2 separate regions of the Bombyx mori genome follow, and region 2 is linked to region 1. A link is a contact called in public Hi-C data. All regions are on one chromosome and are shown on one strand. The core of a region is the stretch at or near the end of the contact, and the rest is flanking DNA. Distances in the headings are between cores, read along the strand shown. Region 1 overlaps LOC101740250 (klarsicht protein). Region 2 overlaps LOC101740250 (klarsicht protein).

Region 1 (5,816 bases), core at 563-3,062:
ATTTACGTATATTCATGTTTCATTTTATGTACGCACTGAAATACTGTTATATTGTTTTCCTGCGAGTTAAAGTGCTGAGTAAGAACGAGATAGATATATGTTTATGTGTGTGCCTTCAAAATGAGTGCTATTTATATAAGCAATTGTACGTATAGAACAATATGTCGTGTCCCTACTATATAGGTCTATGATTTGAACGGACACTTTTTCACACAGAGACGGTTCTCCTTACCTCTACCCTCCATAAAGAGTTCTTAATCTTCTTTTTTATTATGGCAATATAATTTATGTACACCGTGGCTTAGATATTACAGTTAATAGGCTCAGTGAATTTAGCCCCTCTTTTTTTCGGATTTTTTTTTATTTTTAATTTGTTCGTTGTTTGTTCGTTAATGTTCGAATATAAAAATTGTTTGTTCGTCTTTTGTTTATTTATAATTATTTAAACAAATGATCACCCTTAAGTTGCCCCTCCTTACTAGATATCTTTATTTTTATCGCTTAGATTAATTAATTTTGATCAATTATCGTTTGTTCGAGGACTATTGGTGATTGATCGATCATAAAAACAATTACTATCACTTCCTAGTGAACTAATATAAATAGAGCAGAACTAATATAAATAGAAGTGGAACTAATATAAATAGAGCAGTTATATACAGAGTGAAGCAGGCTGCCTTTCAGCGGAAACTTTTTAATAGACTGAGTTGGTACTCCTTACCATCCTCCATGCCTCAATGGTAGAATTAAAAGCTAGTTGCTCTAGTTTAATAGATGCTTCAACTTTTTGCCCATCTACTAAAGTATTAGAAATTAATTTATCAATCAATTTTAACTAATTTAACTAGATTTTATGTTCTTAAATATTCTTTTTATTTTAGTAGATGTGAGCAATAATAATTAACCTACATGATCAATATTCTCCGTCACTAATGGATATCAGCAATGCCAGAGGCACAACCAAACTGCTGACCTTTGCTGAAAGCTCGTTATAATCCTAGTTTGAAGAAGGACATGATTTTTTGGCCGGAACGCCAGGAGAAAAGTTGTTTGAATCGTATTATATTCTTAATTTATTGTTTCTTCAGATGAAACGTGTAATAATAATGAATTATTAACCATTTAGCACCTGCGATAGTGGACAAGTGTGGGCAAAAAAGTAAGTCACTAGACGTTGCTTCGCAGTTTCTTCCAGAAAGTCCACTAAGTCTCAGTAAATTCCCACCATTTTGCTAGGACATTCTTTCGCGGGCTTCGGATAGCCTGCCGACCGAGAGGGCTGGTCGTGGCGCCGATGATCGCCGGTCCGGTGTCCCGAGGGGGAGGGTGATGGGAGAGATGTGCTTCGTACTAAACACTTCACTTTCCCCCCACTTTTTGTCTTTTCATGAGTTCTGTCTCATGCGATATTCGGTCGTGGGTTGTTGAGCGACTGGAGGTTTTGTTGGTTCGACTCTGACATGCTCCGCCTTCCATCCCCAGTGGAGGGCGGAAGTCCGGTGATTTCCTCCTGACCAAAAAAGGACATCCTTTCATAAATGAAAATCTCATGCTGTTTTATTCAATTAATATTTCAATAAATCGATTTCACCTTATTCCGCTCCATTTTCTCAAATTGAATTTAATAACCTTTATTTATTTAAAAAAAGTTGACACCGGCAACAATGGCATCGCAAGAAGAGGATTGCCTTTTAGAAAAAGAAGGACGCCAATGGCTTTCGGGAAGAACGTACGGTACGGTACCGTACCTAGCAACAGTGATGTCCATAGATAATACACATAAATTAGTTAAAGATAAGCAAATCAAGCACTCAGCAAAAATGTTTACAGGCGTCGGCCACTAGATGGTTTCGCTTCGATGAGTTTCTCATTGCTCCTGTAGATGGCAGTAACATATTACCTATCCTATATATATTTTTTAATTAAGCATTTTGTAAATATTCAGAAACTAAAGATTGATAAAATTTAATCAATGTCTATAACAACTAAAGACTTGTATGATTTATTAATTTTTTTATTTACTGTGTTTAGACAGTAATTTTTTTTTTATTCTTTATTAGAGCCATACACCTAATAGGTTAAGTCGGCTATACAGTACCGTAAAATGGGGCGATTAGGGACAAATTCCAACTTTATGACCAATTTTAAGGTAGTTGTTGATGTATATAATGCTATATCAGGATCAAAATGATTGAGTCTTGGGGGCATCTTTGTTGTCTAATTTAAAATTATGCAACTAACATTCCAGTTTAAGCAAAAAATGCAAAAATAGGTGTAATCCCTATTTACCCGAAAATTGCGGTTAATTGGGACGAAATGAGAAATTTGCTAGGGTTGGCACTACTTTTATTTTTATATATAGTTTTAATTTATTTATTTATTTAGTTGCACCAACAAAGTGATCATCAATAAAAAAAATTGAAAAACTGACAAAAGTACATGGCAAACATCACCTCAATTATAGGTGCAATCGACAGTGCATTAACAACAATATATATATATATATATATATATACACTTATTTATACATATATAGTGGGCTTTCTTAGAAACGGTTTATATTTCTCCGTTCTTGGTAAGTACTTAGGGGCTGATTTTTCTATCTGGGTTAATAGATTAGGTGTGTCGGTTATTCCATGGATTAATCAGATGAATACCCCCACTCTGAACAAATATAAAATATTTTCTTGTTACATGTCTCTGCAAAATCGACTTACTTATATTAAATTGATTATCTATTTCAACTAAAGACTTATTCCCAATTTCGCTTCGAATAAACCAAATTTTTACCAACAAATTTAAAAAATATTGTTATAACTACATAGACAACCCTACAAACCTGTACCTATTTATACTTAGGTCGTTTCCATATCACGTATTCTCATCCCAATTGACCCCTTTTTCGTTGTTATTTATACCTAAGACGTCCCCAATATCCTCAAAAACAACAGATTTTTACATGTATTTTTATTTAATCAAATACATTAAAACCAATAACAACTGAGACTTACCTTTAATATATATGCTGGTTCAAACACTAAATAACGTTTATAAATCATAGTCGTCTTCTATTAATATCAAATAGCAAATAGAGAGCAAAGTTTCTAGCACTAAAATAATTACCACCACAGGAAGTTAATTTGAAACGCGATTTTTTATAAGTTAGCAGCTATTATCATGCATATTCAGAGTTGTTTTGTGAACTTTCAACATTCTACTATTAAACTACAAAAAATGGAAGATTTTGCAACGAATATAAAACATATATTGAGCGTCGAAAGATTTTCCCGGTTTTTTCCCGATTCGCCTCTCAATCCCTAATCGCCCCATTTTACCGGTAATTAATTACCTTAACTTTAACAACGATAAGTTTAGAGGCATCCGCTACAAGATGTCGCTAGTTTCCATGCAAAAAAAGATGTCTTAAAGCATGGCAATTCAGGGCCTCGGTGACGTTTTTTTTTTTATTGCTTAGATGGGTGGACGGGCTCATAGCCCACCTGGTGTTAAGTGGTTACTGGAGCCCATAGACATCGTAAATGGGCCACCCACCTTGAGATATAAGTTCTAAGGTCTCAGTATAGTTACAACGGCTGCCCTACCCTTCAAACCGAAACGCATTACTGCTTCACGGCAGAAATAGGCAGGGCGGTGGTACTCACTCGCGCGGACTCACAAGAGGTCCTCCCACCAGTAACGGTAACGTAATATTAATGATGGCAGCACCCTGTCCATCTTTGCTATATTATAGATTGTTGCTATGTGTATTGACTTAAAAAAAAAAAAAATCTTATCTTACAGAAAAGAGGGTTCACGATTGTAGGAATATTTTTTAAATAAAACTGACATTATATTATAATTTTTTATTTCCATTCCAAAAGCCAACATGCCACAACGCATACAATAAAAATGCCTTCACAACTTTAACTGCAGAACGAAAAATTAAATGCACATCATAGGCATGTCTATTTTCTTTCAATTATATCGATTAACTAAATTAGGAAATTAAAAGAAATATGACACACTATAAAGGCCCTGCCAATATAACATCGAAGAATGACTTTCGCTGCATCTGTTTACATTATTGTCACACGGCGTGATTTCAAGGTTCTTATTTTGAAAACTGCAGCGAAATTAATTTAACTTAGATACTAGAGACAAACATCTTATAGGTTATAAAAGACCTATTTTTTTTATATTTGATAAGTAAATATTAAGTCACTCTCACATTCAAACTTGTTTTAAGGCAGTTTAACATTGAGCCATTTATTAAAACAAAAACTTAGGACTCAAAAATATTTTTCGTTCACGATAACATAATATTGTATTCCGTAATGTCGGTAATAAATGCGCGTGGGCCGTAGGTAGGAAAGCAGTAGTCATAGGTGTGGTTTTGCCTGAACTCTACATTGCTGGCATATCTGGCCGAGTGCAGGCTAGTCCCAATTTTTTATTCAGTGTGCCAAAGGTTCCCTTGACGTCCCTTTTCACCATTATCACTTGTTACGACAGGGTAAATAGATAAGTTAGCTAAGTAGGTACCTACCGTACCGTACCTACTACCTATGTGTTTAACTTTTCAGTTGCAATTTTCTCTGAATGTTTGATGTGGCCCGAGTCGAAAATCTCAAAATAAAAACGTAATTTCAATCATTAAAATGTAATGGTTTCGCTGATTTGGTTTGAAATAAAATTTATTGTTGTAATTACGTTAAAGACGCTCGCCTGCACCTGGCCAGTACGGATTCAGACTAGGTGTCTCAAGCAACTCACACATAACTATATAGTCTTCTATCGATGGTACTTTGTTTTGTCGTCGGTTAGGCCAAGATGTATAATATTAAATTACCAGTTTAAATAATTAAAGTAGATTGTCATTGATTTTTTTTTAAATAATTTGTCATTTAAAATTAAGAATTTATAATCTGATTCACATTTCAATTTCAATTAAACAATTCAATAATACATAATAAAATTAATGTCCTTGATTTTTATTTCACAAAATCAAATATACTTATAGATTTTTATTCTTTAATAATCAGTTTCGTAGTTTTCTTAGTCGTAAGAATGTTTGAATAATTTTTTATGGTTTCATTTTGTATTTATTTTATCAATGTTCAGGAAAACTGAAAAGTATTCTCCTAATTGTGCACAAATCAAGTAAATAACAGGAGTTTAAATTGTTTCTCAATCATGAATTAATAGCTAAAGATGAATAGGAGATAAATTTTATTTTAAATGTAATGGAGAGAACATAAAATATACATTTTCCACACTTACAAAATCATGGTTAATTCTTTTGTCAGTCTTGTTTAATCTGTAAACATGAGTAATTCTGTATATTTGAATCTGTTTATGTGAAATTTGGGCTAAAACTATTTGATCATATTATTCTTTTAAAACTGATAAAAGTAGTTCAAATTACAATTAGGTCGCTTAGGGGTAACTTTAATTAAAACAAAAAGACCTCATGAAGAATGCAATTAAATCACACATGTTGTGTTTTGAATAACCAATTGGCTAATTAACTTCTGAGATAATATAAGCGTTTTATGTTTGTGGTCAGGATTAAGAGTGGATTTTCCAAATTGAGCAAAGCCAGTTTTCTTCTGGTTTTTGTATGGCAGCTGTGAAGAATGACTTTGCTATGAATGGTTATGTGTTCTGAAAGGGGATTGCAACGTTTATATCTTCCTTATTTTCTCAGCCAGTTTTCATTTTGTATTTTGAGTCAAAAATATCTTTATTTAATGTGCTTCATTTTAATATAAAAATTGTATATCATTTAATCTATATATTTTCTCTATGTTAAGACA
Region 2 (5,729 bases), core at 1,188-3,687, 39 kb after region 1:
GGTTTAAAAGGTAGATAAATATGAAAATGCTCGGAATTAAATAAAAATAACAATTTTGTTTTCCTTTTGATGTCCCTCCGTCGGACGGATTCCTTTTGTTTGTGTCTTTTATTTAACGATTGAGGCACTACGAAGTCTGCCGGGTCAGCTAGTTTACTATAAAAATAGCACTACGTGTTCTGTTTCAATGTGGCGTCCATCCGTAAATTGCAAGGCTTTCCAGAACCGGTCGAAACATGAGTAAGAAACCGCAATTTGCATCAGATCTCTCGATTCGTTACTTCTTTTGCATGAAACAAAATATTGCGCGAATATGAACCGAATTTTATTTCGAATTAGATAAATATGTTACTTAATTAACTTAACTTTATTTATTACTAGCTGTACCCGTCCGCTTCGCTAGGCATTTAAAATTAACACTATGATATCTCACCCCCACACCTGGTGTAGGGAGTCCAACACTCACATAAATATTAGCCTATCCATTAAGTACGTGTATTTTCTACATGGATACCAAGTTTCAAGTCAATCGTATGCATGATTTAGTAGTTATAACGGAACATCCGTAAAAACCACTGTAGATTTATATATTAGTATAGATTGCTGGCCGCTTACGAAGAGTTTGAAGAAAAAAAAGACCCAAAATAATAATAAAATAGAACACAATATGTAAAACGAATTTAAACTCAAATGTGTAACGTTTTATTTAAAATCCACGAAGATGTTTTTGGCATTAGAACGATAATTATTTTTGTCAATATTATTTTTCGTTTCGTAACTCGTAATATTATTAACTTACCTCTAACATCGCGCTGCAATGTCGCAGAAAGGGAACCACCAGCCAAACTCGCTTCCAGTAAGTTGATATTTTCGCGACAACGAGTCACGACCTCCGTCTGTGACACGAAAAAAAAATGTTGTTGCAAACAAAAAAATCGTTTAAAAACTACAAATTACAATTATGAAATCGAGAACGTCTCTATTCAACATCTCGAGCAAAAATCTGCATTGAAATTCACTTTCTCTTCCGTTATTCTTCTACGTTTTCTTTTGCCAATTTCAAATAAAATCTATTTTTAAGCATAATACAGGACCATGCAACATTCCTATTAAATAAGGAAGGAAGTTAAGCCAAACGTCATTAAGCCAAACACACATTAGAAAAGCAGAAATTGAACAGGCCCGAAATAAAAAGAAACTAAAATATTTTGAATTTCGTAAAACCCGTGTTCATACTATTTATGTCTAATAGTAATTCTGTATTATCTGTGCTTCGTGTGATTGTATCTTTGTTGAGAGAGTAGGGTGTTAATTGACTGAAACTCCATTTTAATTTTCAAAATTTAAACATTTATTTTTTTAAACAAGTTATACAAAGGTCGCTGTTAACATTATCTTTTATAAAAAATAAAATCAATTAACAACCTGTCCCTATTCAACATAACATTATTTATTACATAAAGAAAGCCTTATAGTGAGATACTGCGGAGTTCAGTCGATTCACGTAGTTACAAAATAAATATGTTTTTCTATCAAAAAAATTACAAATTACAACCAAATGTAAATAATTAACAAAGCTAGATAAACGTTACAACTATATATCACTGAATGACAAGAGCTTTGTATTCCTATGAGGTAAGTACACACCCAACTAATATTAATGTAATAATAATTTTATTATGAAATTAATTAATGCAATGGCGATTTTAAATTAGTACTATTTTCCCAAAGTTTAGAGTTAGGGCTTTCATCCTTCTCTAGTATCGAACGAAATCGTCAAATGTGACGTCTGTCAATTTGACATTTCATTTTTTCAATCGACTAATAAGACAGGTAACTGTGAATGATTCCTAACTGAAGCGTTCAGTAACCTTTACACTATTGTTTTATAAATTAGTAGTCTTAACCTTTGTTTGATTTAGCACCAAATTATCACCACCAGAGACGTAAGATATTGTAACAAAAAGAAATCCAGGCAGTTAGTATTCTACACAACACACAAACACACGACAGCGAAGGGGTTAGTGAAATGAAAAAAAAAAAAAACAATCATTCAGAACTTGGATATTCTAAAGAACGAAACTGTTAACGGTTTGATTATAAAATTAAATAGAAATTTGTGAATTATTTTATCACTCTTTAAGACCGTGATGGCGATGAAATAAAATGTTAATTGTAAAGTTAGTATTTGCTGCGATGGTCACACTAAATCTTAATTCTTTTATTAAGTCTATATTTATAAATGCCTACAATTTACATTTTGTACACAATAAGTTGAGCAACGGTCATGGGAATGCATCTCTCTTCTCTGAATACTTTTGTAGACGCATTCGCACGTGTGAGCTTACAAAAGTCATAGGCAATCTCCGATCGGTACCGACCGGACTAGGCTTGCTGACACAAACGACGCACAGACCCTCCACTTTCAATCACCTACAACGTAAGTAACATCCGCGTGTCTGACGATCGCAGCGTGTTTAATCCATATACTTACACATAGAATAATTATTACGACACAAGCCCAACCCATATCGTCTTCTCGCATTAAAACTGTATAATCCCAAAACTTACTAATTTTACAGGAGAGTGTTTTAAAGGTTTAAACCTTTGTGATATTTTGAATATTAATCATTTTTGCAACATTATTTTTTAATTTTTTACCAGTTACATTATCTGTCTTTTAAAGTAAGATAAAATTATGTATATTTATTTAATAGTAGTAATAGTAGTAAAAAAAAACTAGACTACGCTCTTTTGACAGTATTTATGAGAAAAATACTGGTGATACCAAATTTTGACGTAGATATATTTTTTTTATTGCCCTTGTAGGCAGACGAGCACACGGCCCACCTGATGGTGAGTGGTTACCGTCGCCCATGGACTTCAGCAATGCAAGGGGCAGAGCCAAGCCGCTGCCTACCGCACATTAACTCAATTTCGAATATTTTTGAAAATTGTACACTTTTAATGCGAAAGGACGATATGTCATTGCAAGTGAACGTAAACTATGATCAAGATCGAGAAGGCGGCTACGGCCAGACACAGGCGCGCCCTGAAGCACGCCGGGCGCCGCCCCTCGCAGTCCGGATAGCTAGTGCTGAAATCTGTATCGAATGGGGGCCTTACGTAGTCGAAGGCGCGCAGCAGGTCGGGCGAGGCCTCGTGCCGCTCCAGCAGCGCCTCGGCGGCGTCCAGCGCCGAGCTCGAGCGCCGCACCAGGGACCTCACTTCCTCCGCCTCCGACTCCGATTCGTCCGTCCACGTCCTTCGGCTGTGCTTCTTGGGACTCGACGTCTCGTCCTCAGAATCAATGCTCTCTGTGGATCGCCGCCTCAGTTCAGAAAGCGCGACCTTTTGCAACTCCGCCTCCCCGTCTTTCTCGGTCCTGCGACGTCGGTTCAGCGAGTCCAGAATGTCCGGTCTGTTATTCACTTCGGTGTACTCGAGCGAGCTGTTCACCTCGTCGCTGGTCATGTTGGAGCTGTGACGTCGGCGGCCGAGAGCCTGCACGTTGAGCAAGTCGAATTCTGGTGAGTGTTTCTTCCGTTCCATGTCCGATGGCTTCCGGCGCCGGACTCCGTCGTTGCTCTCTAGACTAGTGTTGTTCCTCGATCTCTCTAGGCTGTCGAGTAATGTTTTTTTGCGTTCAGCGCTGGACATCGACTTTTTGGGCTTTCTAGAAGGCGTTTCGACCGGGGAGGTTCTCGTGGGACGCTTGTGACGCGGTAAGCTTCTCTCCCTGGACATTTCGGAGGGAGGTCGCCTTCTTCGAGTACCACTGGGGCTCTGATCGTGTTCTGGTTGTGCGGACAAGCTAGAGCAGCAGTCCGACTGTGAATCCAAGAAAGCTCGGTAGTCGTCACCGAACTCGAGCAACCGACGTGCGGCGTCAGAATCTGGGGCTTCGGAGTAAGGTTCAGAGTTGTATTTTTCCTGCGGACAATAACATGAAAGTTACGACGGAGTGAAAAGAAATCAATTATTTAAGAATTACTTTATGAGCGTATCGTTGTATGCATTATCGCTGTCAAGCATCGAAAATGATTCAGACGAATATAATAATAAGTTTAAAAATTATTGGAGTTCGGTAATTGAAAATTGCAGCACAGATGTTCAAATCGCAAAGATAATCCTTATTATTTTGTATAGATGGACCAACAAGCCCTTAGCTCATCTGGTGTGTAAGTGATTGGAGCTTATTATAGACATTTCAATGCGAATTCCGGCGCCCACCTTAAGACACAAAGTCCAAGTACGCGCCAACGACTGGCGTACCTTTCAAACGATAACGCTAGACTGTTTTGCGGCAGAAATAGGCGAACTAAATTCACATTATGGATTTGATATTATTGAAGTCGTCGTGGCCTAAAGGATAAGACGTCCAGTGTATTCGTATTTAGCGATGCATAAGTGTTCGAATCCCGCAGGCGGGTACCAATTTTTCTAATGAAATACGTACTTAAGAAATGTTCACGATTGACTTCCACGGTGAAGGAATAACATGATATAATAAAACTGAAGCCCGCAAAATTATAATTTGCGTAATTACTGGTGGTAGGACCTTTCTCTAGTCCGCACGGGTAGGTATCACCACCGTTTCGGTTTGAAGGGCGGGGCAGCCGTTGTAATTATACTGAGACCTTAGAACTTGTATCTCAAGGTGGGTGGCGCATTTACGTTGTAAATGTCTATGGTCTCCAGTAACCACTTAACACCAGGTGGGCTGTGAGCTCGTCCACCCATCTAAGCAATAAAAAAAAATGGACTTAAGAGCCTAGACTCACTTGATAAAAGTCCCAGGCTTGTTCCGAGAACGAGCTGTGCTCTTCTGTGCCAGCCGTCACGCTTTTGTCCACGTCCGAATCTTTGTCCAAACTCAGATCCCAGAGCTGGTTCGGATCGCCGAGGCTTAGCGCCAAGAAGTTCCGTTCCCTTTCCAAGCTCCTCGCTAACCTCGGTCGAACCGTTCCGCCGGCCGGCCCGAGTTTGAATTCGGGTTTGGACGTGTTTTCTGGATCGTTTTGTTCGTTCTGCTCCGGGATGGCACCGTCTTCGCGTGTCGATATGTGGGTCTTCTCGATGCTCTTGCGTAGGTTCGCCATCGCTGCCAACTGTTGCTTTATCAGTTCCTCGTCGCTGTCGTTGCCCGAGGTTGAGGTCGTGTCGAACCTGTGAACGATGTTACGAACGCCTTTAAGAACATGTTTTAGGGTTGTTACACATACATATACATCCTGGGCTATTCTTGAGAAATACAGATATTTGTTGGTAGGTCACTTCGACATTCCCCTCATCCTTACATGGTAAAAGAAAACAAAAAAACTTAACTGAGTAGGGGTAGAAGTACATGTCAGAAAGCAATCATGCATACCAGTTTGAATGGTAGAGGGACTGCTCTATTGTTGTGTAACGATTGGTATTTGTACTGGAGACTTCAAGTTGGCGGTATTGACGATATGATACTCGCATCTATAAGTATCCACTTGTCGTCCAGTGCTATATATGCACAAAATCAGTGATGTGACAAAACCACACGTAAATAATACGGAACCGTTTACTTGGAATTACACTTTTTTATTTACTGGATATATCACAGCCAACTTGGTGTTAATTGGTTACCAGAGCCCACAGACATCTACAACGTAAATACCGCCACCTTCCTTAAGATATGAACTTTAAGGTCTCAGTATAGTTATAACGGCTGCCCCACCCTTCAAACCGAAACGCAT

What was found. Hi-C and Micro-C count contacts between places; a contact is called where the count stands out from the background.
Region 2: a Hi-C map of posterior silk gland shows a contact between it and region 1, with 1.8 times the contacts expected there. The contact joins two enhancer-like sites. A contact is called at or near these places in 3 of 7 Hi-C or Micro-C datasets (middle silk gland, posterior silk gland and whole pupa).

What each region holds. Positions count from the first base shown.
Region 1 is chr7:4,976,404-4,982,219 of ASM3026992v2, forward strand. LOC101740250 (klarsicht protein) reads right to left here. Exons shown (of 25, transcript XM_062669363.1): 25 at 3,849-5,816. Among protein-coding and RNA genes, the nearest start is that of Sfrs6, 5.5 kb to the left of the region's middle. Within about 2 kb of position 1,813, at least 2 of the 8 cell types and tissues checked have open chromatin away from gene starts, as enhancers often do.
Region 2 is chr7:5,014,829-5,020,557 of ASM3026992v2, forward strand. It overlaps LOC101740250 (klarsicht protein), which reads right to left. Exons shown (of 25, transcript XM_062669363.1): 17 at 4,785-5,169; 18 at 3,127-3,933; 19 at 800-896. Among protein-coding and RNA genes, the nearest start is that of LOC110386098, 8.2 kb to the left of the region's middle. Within about 2 kb of position 2,438, at least 3 of the 8 cell types and tissues checked have open chromatin away from gene starts, as enhancers often do.